Linked DNA regions of Mus musculus: regions 1, 2 and 3 are each linked to region 4. The links are chromatin contacts, called in public HiChIP or PLAC-seq and Micro-C maps. All regions are on one chromosome and are shown on one strand. The core of a region is the stretch at or near the end of the contact, and the rest is flanking DNA. Distances in the headings are between cores, read along the strand shown. Region 1 holds the start of 4930480C01Rik (a long non-coding RNA gene). Region 2 overlaps Rbm47 (RNA binding motif protein 47). Region 3 holds the start of Bend4 (BEN domain containing 4). Region 4 holds the start of Apbb2 (amyloid beta (A4) precursor protein-binding, family B, member 2).

Region 1 (2,700 bases), core at 70-2,569, 670 kb after region 4:
ATCACACGCAGCTTGTCAGAGCAGATCCCTGCTTGGCCTCGGAGCTGGCAGGTTCCAGGCAGAATGGAAGAAGCTAAACAGATGTGGGCTCCACCCTAGATCCAAATCCAGAAAAACAGCCAAGTCAATATATGCACAAGACTGTAAGCTCCTGGGCAGAAGATTCCAGGTTTACCTACCTCAAACTGCAACACCACAGGAATCAAGGATTGTGGTGACCCTTTTTAAATAAGAATAAATGTTTGGCCAAGGAGAGGTGGCTAGAGACGTTTACAGTGTGAACAGACACTAGGAAGTCAGTTCTGTAAGAATTTAAAGACTAACCCAAACTTAGTGGCAGAGGCCTGTAACCCCAGTATTTGAGAGGCTGAGGCAGGGGGATCGTGAGTTTTAGACCAGCCTGGGCTGCATGGCAAGAGCCTGCCTATACAAACAACAACAAAACTCTCGCTACTCAATCTGTACTGAACACATTTATTGAAAGCAGAGCACAGGGCTCATAAGAGAATATTTGCTTTATCAGTGCGTTTGTGGACTGTCTGGAAAAAAAAAAGGCACACTTGTAAGCTAAGCTGTGGTAAACGAGTTAAGTATTGCCGAGGGAGTAGACCACAGGGGAATGGGGTTGATTTATCTTCCCGATGAGAGGTTAGGAAAAGAGGGAGTCCATGGAGCCCCAGGCTGGGATGTCACAGGAGGCAGAGATCACGAGTCTCTAGAGATTCAAGGGCATGTGTCAGTATCTGTTGGGTCCTAGAGAGACCTCATGGCAGAGGCCACCATACTGCCAGACAAGAAGCCAGAGAGAGAATTAGACTTTCACCACAAACCACTGAAAAGTCCCTGAATCCCCTCCAAGTGAATTACCCCTAACAAACCACTGACCATCTCCGGGCCACTGCACTACTCTCAAATGTTCTATGTCATCCTTTACTGGCCCACTAGGGGGCGTAGCTTCCAGCATAAACCTTTAAGGGAACACTCAAACCACATTCAAACTGAAGCAGGCTGCATTTGTCACTCAAGACCGTGAGACATGGAGATGTAGCTCAGTCATACAGTGTTTGCCTACCATACGGAAGCCCCCATCACTGACAAAAAAACAAGAAGAGTAGTGGATAAGCACAAACCTATGTAGGGTCAGCCTATGTACGATAAGCCCAGAGTACAAAGATGAAAACGTGCCTGTCCTGAAGAATTACCTCATAAGAAAAGGCCGAGTAAATACTAGTCCTTCTATTTGTCTGATTTGCCGTAACAAAATACTTAGGGCTGGATACGTTGTAAAGAAAGGAAGGTTATATAGCTCACAGTTCCAGTATCTTAGGCAGCTGCATCTCCTGAGAGCCTTTGTGTTGTGTCATAACATGGCAGGTGACATCACACAGTGAGAGAAAGAGAAAGAATATGAATCATGGGTGCGTAAGGAAGCAATAAAGTGAACCAAGACCAGCACCACCCCCCATTTCCCCCACCCCCTCCCCATCGCCCCACCCCCACTCCCAATCCCCCAGCTACATAGAGTTCCAGGCCATCTTGGACCATGTGAGATTCTGCCACAAGAGGGCCGAGCTCTGACACTATTTTTTTCAGAAACTCGCCTTTTCTTGCTGAAAATATAGTAGTCAATGTCAACAGAATACACTTCCTGGGCTGAGTAACGCCTTCTGTGGGCGCTTGGGGGAAGAACAAGGGCCCTGGAAACAATAAGGTTCTTGGCTCCGCCCCCTTCAGAGTCCACAGTGAGGGCCAAGGCTTTTATTGCCCTGGTTCCAGTTTTCAGTGTTTCCTCTCGATTAAAAGCCCCCTGGCTGCCCAGGATTGCCTGTAATGACAGTAAACGACTACAGAGACTGTGAAGCAATCTTTTCACATCTTAAGATGCAATCTGTCTGGCACAGCCCCTGGCGGCCTGAGTTCACGGCAAAGCTATTGTGGTGTGCGTGGGGGCATTGGCTTTGGCTCCCCCCCCCCCCTCGGTTTCCCACACCCTCTGAAATGACTGAGATTTCTGTCAGATTTCTCGCCTATGACAATCCTCATTAACTCAGTCATTTATTAGTAATAAATTAAAAAAAAATCGTTGGCAACTGTCTGCCCCTAGGGTCACAGTAACTCAAGTCCCCATGACCAAAACTGGGTGGCAAAGCTTGTTTCTCCTTAGCGGGTCTGCATTCATCCAGTGCAGTTTCTCGAAGACACGCACACACGCTGTAGCAACAATGGCAGTGACCATGAGTTCCCAAGCCCGTTGCCTAGAAACCACTCCTTGTTTCTGAAACTAATTTAAACATGAGAATTCAGCTTGTGACTCAGGCCAGCCATGCATGGCATGGTTTTCTCTCTCTCTCTCTCTCCTTTCTTCTTTCACATCACAAAATAATACATGCTTATTCCAGAAAAAAAAAAAAGAAAAATATGAAAACAAACGATCTAGAGGCACAAAAAGTCTCCTATAATCTCATTATCAGAGACAACCACTGTTGTCTCTTGGGGATATTTTCTCTTTATTTTTACTTTTCTTGGTTTTTTTTAGTGGTTTGCCTGTGTGCATGTATGTGAACCATATGTGTTCCTGGTGCCCTCAGAGGCCAAAAGAGGATGTTGGGCCCCTTGAAGTTATAGGCAGATGTGAGCCATCATGTGGGTGCTGAAAACCAAACCCCAATATTCTGCAAGAGCAGCTGGTGCTCTGAACTG
Region 2 (2,836 bases), core at 90-2,589, 540 kb after region 4:
CCAAGCGGGGCTTCTACCTTTCTTTTATAAGTGTTATCTCGCTGTATATATCTATGGCTCGCTTGGAGTTTACTGTATAGATTAGACTGGCCCCGAACTCACGGAGACCCACCTGCCTCTGCCTCTGAAATGATGGGATTAAAGGTGTGTGATACCACACCCATCAGTTTGTTTGTTTTGAACGAGCTCCAGTTGGCCTAGAAATGGCTGGGCAGCCTAGGCTCACTTCCAACTCCATTGACCCTCCCTCCTAAGCTTCCCAAGTACTGGGATTGTAGGAATGAGTAACCAACCACCTTTTGATTGTATTTAGTCCCACCCCATGAGATGGAACCCACACCACACACTGGAAAAGTAGTTAAGAACCTGAGACTAGATAGGTCAAGGTCACTAGGGGGAAGCCTACAGTTATTCTGCTAAGGGAACATAGCACCCAGTGGTGTGTTGCTATATCTGTAGATCAGAACATCATTAAACCCTCACCACTTAATATTGTCTGTTATCGTTCACTAACATTTCTGGGTTGTCAGACCTATCCATCCCTCCACTTATCCATCCATCTATCTATCCATCTGTCCATCCACCCATCCTTTAACTGTTTATTAAAAGCTCATTCTGGGATGTGTTCTCATCTCTCAGTTCTTTTTATGGCATTGTTTTGAGGGAGGGTCTCACTGTGTGCACAGGCTGGCTTTGAACCTGTGGCAGTCTTCCTCAGTCCCCAATTCAGGGACTCCAGGTGTTTGCCCTTTGCCTGGTTCCATTTTTCAGTTCTTCAACATTACTTCTTGTGCTTCCTCCTCCCAGTCCTGCGTTAACAATTATCTGTCATCATAGTCCAGCTTTGGCTGGCATGGATCTTAATAAATACGGAGTCTTGCAGTCTATACACTTCTGGTGTTACTCTCTTGGCGCTTATATCTGTGATATTTGCCCAGGCTCTAATTTATTAGCTCCTTTGCTGCCTAGTTTTGCTTTGTAGGAATAGACCACATTTTAAAAAAAAAAATTATTTCAGGAGTTAAAACTATGAGCGTGAGCTTAAAAAAAGTCATGCCTCCGTGTGTCAGCTCTTCACAAAGTTGGGTGACCTCACAAAGGGTGGGATAGAAATGTTATCACCTGAGAGGGCAGAGGGAGGACCACTTTGAGGGAGTGTGTTTGCTAAGCACTCTGCGTGAGCCATTTATTTAACGGAAGCAGTTGTCTCAGGAGCAACTGCAGCTGTCTTGTATGAGGAGCCCGGCCCGAGAAGCTTTGCCAGGTTACAGTGGAGCCTGACTCAAGGTGAAAAGCATTTACCACACTAGGGAGCAATCTTGTTCTAGAGAAGGCTGTTGGGGCTCTGCCACCGCGATTTCCTAAGAGTCTCTCCCTCACTCGTTTCAGTGCTAACAGTTGAATCAGGGCTTCCTTCGTGCTTGGCAAGGGACGGCTTCTGAGCTGTACACCCCAGCCCCAGTCAGCCTTACAGAGTACCGGGAAGAGGCGATCCTCTGTTAGAAAGCCAGCCATTGGCTTGAGCTTTCTCTCTTTTGTAATTCATCTGTTTTGAAGATAAGACTTTCTGGGCTCTAACTTGTTTGTTTTACTTATGATTTTTTTCTTTGAGATTTTTTTTTTTTACTGTATTCATTTATTTCGGGGGGGGGGGGGGGGCAGACACATGCCCCAGCACCTGTGTGTGTAAAGCTCAGAGGGCAATTTGAATAGGTTCACTTCTTCCTCCACAGGGGTCCAAGGACTTGATCTCAGGGTTGACTGAGTCATGTCACCAGCCCTTGCTCGAAACTGATTCTTCCTCACTAACTACAGAGATTCTCAGCCCCGTATTCAGCAGCCTTCAAGTTTTTTCCTAAGTTCAAGCTTTGCTATGCTTGGATAAAGAATAACTGTCATCGTAAGAGAGCTAAGTGAATTAAGGCTGAGTTACTGATTTCCTGGGAGTCAAAGGTCCCTGTTTTAAATAGAACCAGAGGAAGTCCTTACAACGGGGCTCAGGCTCAAGGGGACACCTTGGGAAGAGGAGTTCAGGGAAAGGAACGTTCTGGGGAAAAAAGCTGCACGTCTTGTCCAGAAGGTCCCTTCTCGGAATAATAAAAGACAGCGTGTGTCTTCACAGTACTTCCTCCTAGCTGTGAATGAGAGGGACTCTGTTCTAAACTTGGCCTTGGTGTGTGACGGAGCTGTGTGTGTGAGATCTTGTCAGTGAGGCCCGATGGCTGCATGGTCCACTCTCTCCCCAGGGGCATCCGTGAAACTACCCTGAGAGTGTCTCAACTGAATATCTCACATCGCTTCTAGAAAGAGCAAGGGTTCCTGCTTTCTGTGCAGTCAGAGTTCGTTTTCCTCACTACTGGTAGAGAGCCTTTCATAGGACACTACTTTAAAAAAAAAAATCACCAGCTGGCCTTGAATATCTTTAACTTTATGGACAACCACAGCGGCAACATCTTGTAATTGTACAGTTAAAAAGAAAAGAAAAAAGAAAAGAACCCACCCCCACCCCCCCACTTTCTTGGCCTGGAGAGATTGGTCAGTGGTTCTTTTCCCGAGTTTAGTTGGTACCCTTTCATGGGTGCTCACCACAACCTGTAGTGCCAGCTCCAGGGCATCCTCTTCTGGCCTCCGTAGGCACCTTGACACTGGTGCAACCCCCACACCCCCAACACACCTGTAAACACAATTTATAATTCAACACATCTTTTAAAAAACTCCTTTCTCAAATAAACTCCATGTCTACCATTAGCTTTAGTCTTGCGATGTTAAATGAGAACGTTGAAATAAACGATATGACCACCTATCTGGCTAGGAGAAGAGCTGACGTGTGGACTTT
Region 3 (2,995 bases), core at 107-2,606, 810 kb before region 4:
GAGGGGCACAGCACTATCAGAGGAGCTTGCTGAGGAGAGGAAGACAGTCCAGAGTGGGTGAGCAGAGACTCTGGAAACAGCAAGGGAGAGGAACTCTTCCAATGGGAGAGATCTGGAAAATGAGAGGCCAAAGTCCTGGCCCCCAGGAGAAAATGGGTCACTTTCCCAAGACTGAAGGATAGCTCTGAATAAAAAAGCAACTCCAGATTGGAGAGATGAGCTTCATTCATCAAGGACCTGGATAATGATGAACGAGGTTGAAACCCAAGCTTGGGAAGAGGGGATGCAGGGATTGGGGTAGGCCTAACTAGAGGATGCTCCCTTTGAGACAGGAAGGAGTGACTGGCAGAGGCCGGAACCCTTCCTTGTGTTTGAAGAACCTTACGGGGCAGCTTCGGCAAATTACTGAGATCTTCATCACTGAATCCTTAGCCCGGTGGTGCCGGGTAGTATGAGCAACGCAAGGAAAGGGTGATCCCAGGCCACTTTGGTCTTGCAACGTATATGCATAGATAATATAATAATGTTCAAAGCAGTCACCATCCCAAAGGGAACCGTGGGATCATTTTGTTCCCTTGAATTGCACTGTCTACCAGCTATTTTACATTCTGAAGACCTATATGTAACCGTGCAATTCACTCACAAACTCCTCTGCGTGAATTTGCATATTTCCCTTTAGTCTTTCAGAGCCTCAGTTTTCAAATCTGGTCTTTCAGAGCCTCAGTTTTCAAATCTGTAGAATGGAAAGAAATGATGGCGCCTCTGTGCTCTCTCGCCCAGCTCCCTATGGAGAACAAGCGAAACAGTATGGAAGCACTAGGCCCTGAGTGCTTTCTGGTTCGGCCGCCAGACCTGGGACAGCAAGACCCTAAGGCAGGACAAACCTCCCAGCGGCCTGTGCCAAGTCCTTCGAGATGTTCTTTTTCGGGAGGGGGGCGGGGGGAGGGAGGTGTAGCTTCCTTCTAGAAGAACTTGCTGTCCCACCCTTGCACTCTGGCGACCCCGCCCTAACTTCTAGGTACCACCCCCTTCGTGCACTCCGAGAGTTGGGAGGTCACGCAGGAGGGCGCCGGGAACTCCTTTCCAAAGCTCGGACCCTGCGGACAACCGCTGCCGCCTCACGTCCACAGCCGAGAGAGCCGGGACGCCACCTCTTCCACCTGTCCCCACCGGGACGCCCTCCAGGTTCCGTTCCCCCACCGGGTCCCCTCGGGCCACGGGCTCCCCCTCCCCACCTCCCCCCACGACCCTGTCCGAAGCGCCGATCGCGCGGGCCGCCCGGGCCCAGGCCCCGCCCCGCCCCCATCATCATTAGCAGATATTACCCTAAACACTTGCTCCTTACCTCCTTTCTCCCTCCAGGCATTGGCGAGGCGGGCTGTCAATCAGCGCTGGGCGGCAGCCCCCCGCGCGGGGGCTCGGAGATGCCAGGCTCGGCGACAGGCAGCGGCGGCGGCGGCGGCCACGGCGCAGACACACGCCTTCCCGCCGGCGCGCGCCGGGGTAGAGCAGGCGGCCGGGCGGCCGAGCCACCTCCGGAGCCGCGCGCGGGGCGGGCAGGGCCTCAGACTCGGCATGGAGCCCGAGATGCAGGCGGCGGAGGAGGGGCCCAGCGCGCCCCGCATCTACAAGCAGCGCGGCCCCTACAGCGTCCTCAAGACGTTCCCCAGCCGGCGGCCGGCGCTGGCCAAGCGCTACGACAGACCCTCTCTGCTCGAGCTGTCGCCCGCGCGGCCGTCCCCGCTGCCGCCGCCGCCGCCGCCGCCGCCCTTCGCCTCGCTCGCCGCCGTGCCCATCAGCAGCAGCGAGCCGCCGCCGTTCCCGACGCAGCCGTCCTACCCGGCCGGGTCAGGCCGGGCCCCCGCCGCCGCCGCCGCCTCGTCGTCGTCGCCGTCCTGCACACCCGCCGCGCCCCCGGGCCATCCCAGGACTCCGGCGCCACCGCCGCCGCCGCCTCCGCCGCTCGCGGCCCCCGCCGCCTCGTCGTCGTCGTCCTTCGCCGCCGTCGTCAGGTACGGCCCTGGCCCGGCGACCGGCGCTTGCAGCAGCGGCGCGGGTAGCGACGGCGCCAGCCTGGAGCTCAGTGCAGGTACAGACTCCCGGGCCGCAACTTTGCGGAGCTCCGAAGGTGGCGTGGAGGGGGGGAGGGCGTGGGAATCGGGGGGTCCGGAGAGGCTGTGCGCGCTGTCCCCGTGGTCCCCGTGGGCCTCGGGAGCGTGCTACGCTCGGGCAGTAGTAACTTCTGGAAGATTCCGGGGCGCCGCGGTGACCCGAGCTTCCGACGGCGCGCGCGCCTTAACAGGTGGCTGTGGGGTGCGGGCTCCTGGCGAGCACCCGGGAGGGCAGCGGGAGAGCCTGTGAAGAGAGCAGGCCCTGGGCGGGGAGCTGGGGAGGGGACAGGCCCCGGGACAGCGGGCTGAGGCCACTCCGAGGAGACGCCCATTTTATTCCCGGCCACTTCACTTTTTCCCCCACGCCACACTTCCCTTTCCCGCCTGCCCGCCCGCCCGAGGTCTACTTGTCCTTCTCGGAGGTTCTTTGCCTGGGGGAGTGGGGGGAGCTGACCTTTGAAGATCCCGGCCCCAGTAGGGCAGACCTGGACCACTTGGGCTCCTCCTGGGGTCTCTGGGTTTCTTGTTCTCTGTGCGCTCCGGTGTCCATGGCGCACAGTCCCCCTAGCTTTATCCGCGGTTCTGCTGCTCTGGGTTGTGGGGTGGGGAGTGAAGATTTTTTGGCGTGGGCAAGGGGTCGCTGCACAGGAGCATCCACAGAGCAGAGTTAAAATCCCCACCCACCCTGTCCTTGAGACCCTGGTTTCTATGTCAATGAGTCTCCATGGGATCACCTACCCAGAGGTCGAGATTTTATCTCCTCTAGGGAATGTGAGCGAGCACTGAGCAAGGCCTGCACCCAGTCTCAGCTCCTGAGGGAAGGACACACAGCCACGTTTATGGGCTCATCAGAACCTGCTCAGGCCTTTCAGGGCACTTAAGAG
Region 4 (2,700 bases), core at 133-2,632:
CGCGATGAAGGATTCGCAGGGTGGGCTTGGGTTCATTTCCTCCTCTGTCTGGGCTTGAAGGACACAGTAGCCTGTGTCTCAAGGCCCTCTACAGTTTGCTTTTCCCAAGTTGGCATTTGAACCCTGGTTTTTGACTCTTCATGGTTCGCAGGATTCGTTGGGCCAGTCTTGGGATGCAGAGGTTCAGTTCCAAGAGTGAACCTGCATAGATTTATGGAGATTTTTCTGTAGCAGTACTATTGGCCTTCCGCGGAGTCTGAGGGAAATATTGATTATAGAAGAGGCTATAGATTACAAGAGACCACCAACACACGGCGTTCTCTCCATTCCTGATAACCCAACACTTTTACATGTCAACACCTTGTGTATGGAGATGGCAGAAATGGCATTTCATAGAAACTATTCAATGGACGTCAGTTACTGCTGGGCTGTAAACATGAAGGCAGGGGCTGCGATTTGCTTACAGGTCTTAGTAAGGGGATCTTGTGGAACCTCAATAAACTCATGCTGTGTGAAGAAAAAAAGGAATAATGCCCATCTTCACTGTAGGGAGGATGAGTCTGAGTTTATTATCTGATTGAGGAGTGCGTTGTCAAAGAGCCATTACTTAGTAGTTATAATTATTTTCAGAATTACCTTTCTAGAGGAGATGGTAGGTAGCATGGTCTGTGTATAGCAGAGTCCCCATGACTAGTCCTCGGATGGCAACCGCATCAGTACCTGGGATTTGATACTTACAGGCGCTTGTGCAGCACGGCACAACGACTCATCCAACCCCTGGAAACGCGCCTAGCATGCTGCTTCAGCAACCTTCCCAGATGAGTCTGACTTAGGCATCAGTTTAACACCCCTTGGCTTGATGGAGAAACAAATCAAGGACTTCCAGGTGCCTGCAGTAAATCCACTTAATGCCTAACGAACAGGTAGCAAGTAGATAATGCTTTTCCTTGTTCGCAGGCATATTTCTTGCATGGCGTTATCTCGCTGTGATTTTCCAGGGCAGGAATGTTCCTGTGTGGCATATGTCTAGCCATGGGGGATGAAGGAGGCAGAAGGCAGGAGAAAGTTTCACCTTTTAACATTCAGTTAGCCTGGAAGGCTGTGGACAGCTCTCATCTTGGGGTATTTTTCCATTCTACAGGAACGCAGACGCGTGAGAGAAGAGTTTCCCAAACTGCCTTTTGGTGCAGACAGACGCTAGGCCACCTGGAGGGGATACCCGGGCTGCCCCGCAACCCCCAGCCTCTGGGTGTCACCCTGGCGCCCCTTGCCTCCCTGCTGTGCCGCAGCTCGGCCGCCTCCACCTGCAGGGGTCGCCCTGGGAGCGCGGCCCGCCCCCTTCCGCCGCGGCCTCCGCCCCCGGCCCCGCCTTGCTGGGTTCGCCCGGCTCCGCCAGGCCCCTCCAAGCCTTTCCTCGCGCAGCCGCCGCCAAAGCCTGGAGAAGTGGAATCTCGCTGCCGCTGCTCCCTGCGCGGGCCTCGCGGAGCCGCACTGGGCATGCTCAGTCGCCGGAGCCAGTGCTGCTCTAAGTAGGAAGCTCGCGTGCTGCAGCCCGCAGCTGATCCGGGTGCTCAGCGGACTGCGAGACCTGGGAGCCGGGTCCGGAGCCGATCGAACGCCGCGCAGCGCTGGTGAGCCCCGCTTCCTTCCATGCCTTCAGCCCGGGGATCCGAGGGATGGCCCGGAGTGCGCCGGGGGTGCCGGGCAGCCGGCGAGCTTGGCTGCTTGTGCCCTCGCGGCTGCTGCTCGGTTTCTGGCGGTCACCGCCGGTCGCCCAGCCGCAGCCCCAGCTGCAGCAGCTGCCGTCGCATCTGCAGCAGGCGTCCGCTGCGGAGTCCCGCTCGCCCCGCGCCCGCGCTGCAGGGCCGGCGCTCTGGCTGCGGGCTCGCTCCGTCACTCCCATTACTCCCTCACTCCCACCCAGAGCTGGGGTTCGGCAGGGCCGGGCGAGGACACCGGGTCGCAGGGCTGTGCCCGGGCGGAGACTGCGGAGGGCAAAGTGCGGGTGGGCGCGGGCGACCGGTAGCGCACGCCCCCTTGCCCTGGGGCCGGCCTGCCTGCCGGGCGGCGCGCTCTTGCGGGAGACTCAGAGACCTGGCCAGCGTCTCCCGGGGTGCAGAGAACCCAGCTCTGCAGAAAGGAGGAGAGGGCAAAGTTCCTGTCCCCTCTGCAACGCCGAGAGCGTTTTTAACTAGAAAATGGCTGTGTGCCGAGGGCCGGATCAGGGAAGCCGGTCATCGGGGTCCCGAACGCCCCACTGCTGCTCCCTGGGAGGAATGGTGGCTCAGACGCCAGAAATGACATTTGTGCGACGAAAACTAGCTGGGCGGAGGGAGGATGCGGGAGTCCCGTAGAAACAATGATAGGTAGTCTCTCCATTGATGGAGAGGTCTGAAAACAGGAGGTCAGGCCCCAAAGGCCAAGGGAGTGTGGGGCATAAAGAAAAAAAAAAGCTGGAGAAATCAGATGAAGAATTGGGACCGTTTTGTAGCAAGATTCTGCACAGCCACGACTGTTCTGATCGCTTGGGGATGGACTGAGTGATTTGAGAGGGCTCACATGAAGAGAGAATTAGGTCAGTGTCTGAAGCCCAGAGGGCTCTTAGAGGGAGCAGTTTTAAAAAGTCTTGTCCCTGACTTTGCTTTGTGCTCAGTGTCTTAAATGAAAGTCATAAAACGATAACAACAATATCATTTTGAT

Evidence for each region. Hi-C and Micro-C count contacts between places; a contact is called where the count stands out from the background. HiChIP or PLAC-seq counts read pairs in DNA pulled down with a chosen protein or histone mark.
Region 1: a contact with region 4 is called in an H3K4me3 HiChIP or PLAC-seq map of bone marrow-derived macrophages, with 4 times the contacts expected there. The contact joins the promoter of 4930480C01Rik here to the promoter of Apbb2 in region 4. A contact is called at or near these places in 1 of 39 promoter capture datasets (embryonic stem cells), 1 of 484 Hi-C or Micro-C datasets (embryonic stem cells) and 2 of 115 datasets of contacts at active chromatin or transcription factors (bone marrow-derived macrophages and embryonic stem cells).
Region 2: a Micro-C map of embryonic stem cells shows a contact between it and region 4, with 2.5 times the contacts expected there. The contact joins the enhancer-like site here to the promoter of Apbb2 in region 4. A contact is called at or near these places in 2 of 39 promoter capture datasets (the C10 cell line and hippocampal neurons), 1 of 484 Hi-C or Micro-C datasets (embryonic stem cells) and 3 of 115 datasets of contacts at active chromatin or transcription factors (astrocytes, embryonic hindbrain and extraembryonic endoderm stem cells).
Region 3: a Micro-C map of embryonic stem cells shows a contact between it and region 4, with 9 times the contacts expected there. The contact joins the promoter of Bend4 here to the promoter of Apbb2 in region 4. A contact is called at or near these places in 1 of 39 promoter capture datasets (hippocampal neurons), 1 of 484 Hi-C or Micro-C datasets (embryonic stem cells) and 1 of 115 datasets of contacts at active chromatin or transcription factors (memory CD8 T cells).

The regions. Positions count from the first base shown.
Region 1 is chr5:65,949,962-65,952,661 of GRCm38.p6, reverse strand. 4930480C01Rik (a long non-coding RNA gene) reads right to left here and starts at 1,319. Exons shown (of 2, transcript XR_376988.3): 1 at 1,203-1,319; 2 at 455-784. It also overlaps a transcript of Chrna9 not described here.
Region 2 is chr5:66,076,169-66,079,004 of GRCm38.p6, reverse strand. The region is part of intron 3 of Rbm47 (RNA binding motif protein 47); the gene reads left to right. Among named protein-coding and RNA genes, the nearest start is that of Gm40310, 67 kb to the right of the region's middle. Within about 2 kb of position 1,339, at least 85 of the 459 cell types and tissues checked have an H3K27ac peak or open chromatin away from gene starts, as enhancers often do. A contact at or near this core is called in embryonic stem cells, where this site is marked.
Region 3 is chr5:67,426,160-67,429,154 of GRCm38.p6, reverse strand. It overlaps Bend4 (BEN domain containing 4), which reads left to right and starts at 1,356. Exons shown (of 5, transcript NM_001164806.1): 1 at 1,356-2,089. The coding sequence starts at 1,576.
Region 4 is chr5:66,617,499-66,620,198 of GRCm38.p6, reverse strand. It overlaps Apbb2 (amyloid beta (A4) precursor protein-binding, family B, member 2), which reads left to right and starts at 1,382. Exons shown (of 17, transcript NM_001201413.1): 1 at 1,382-1,631.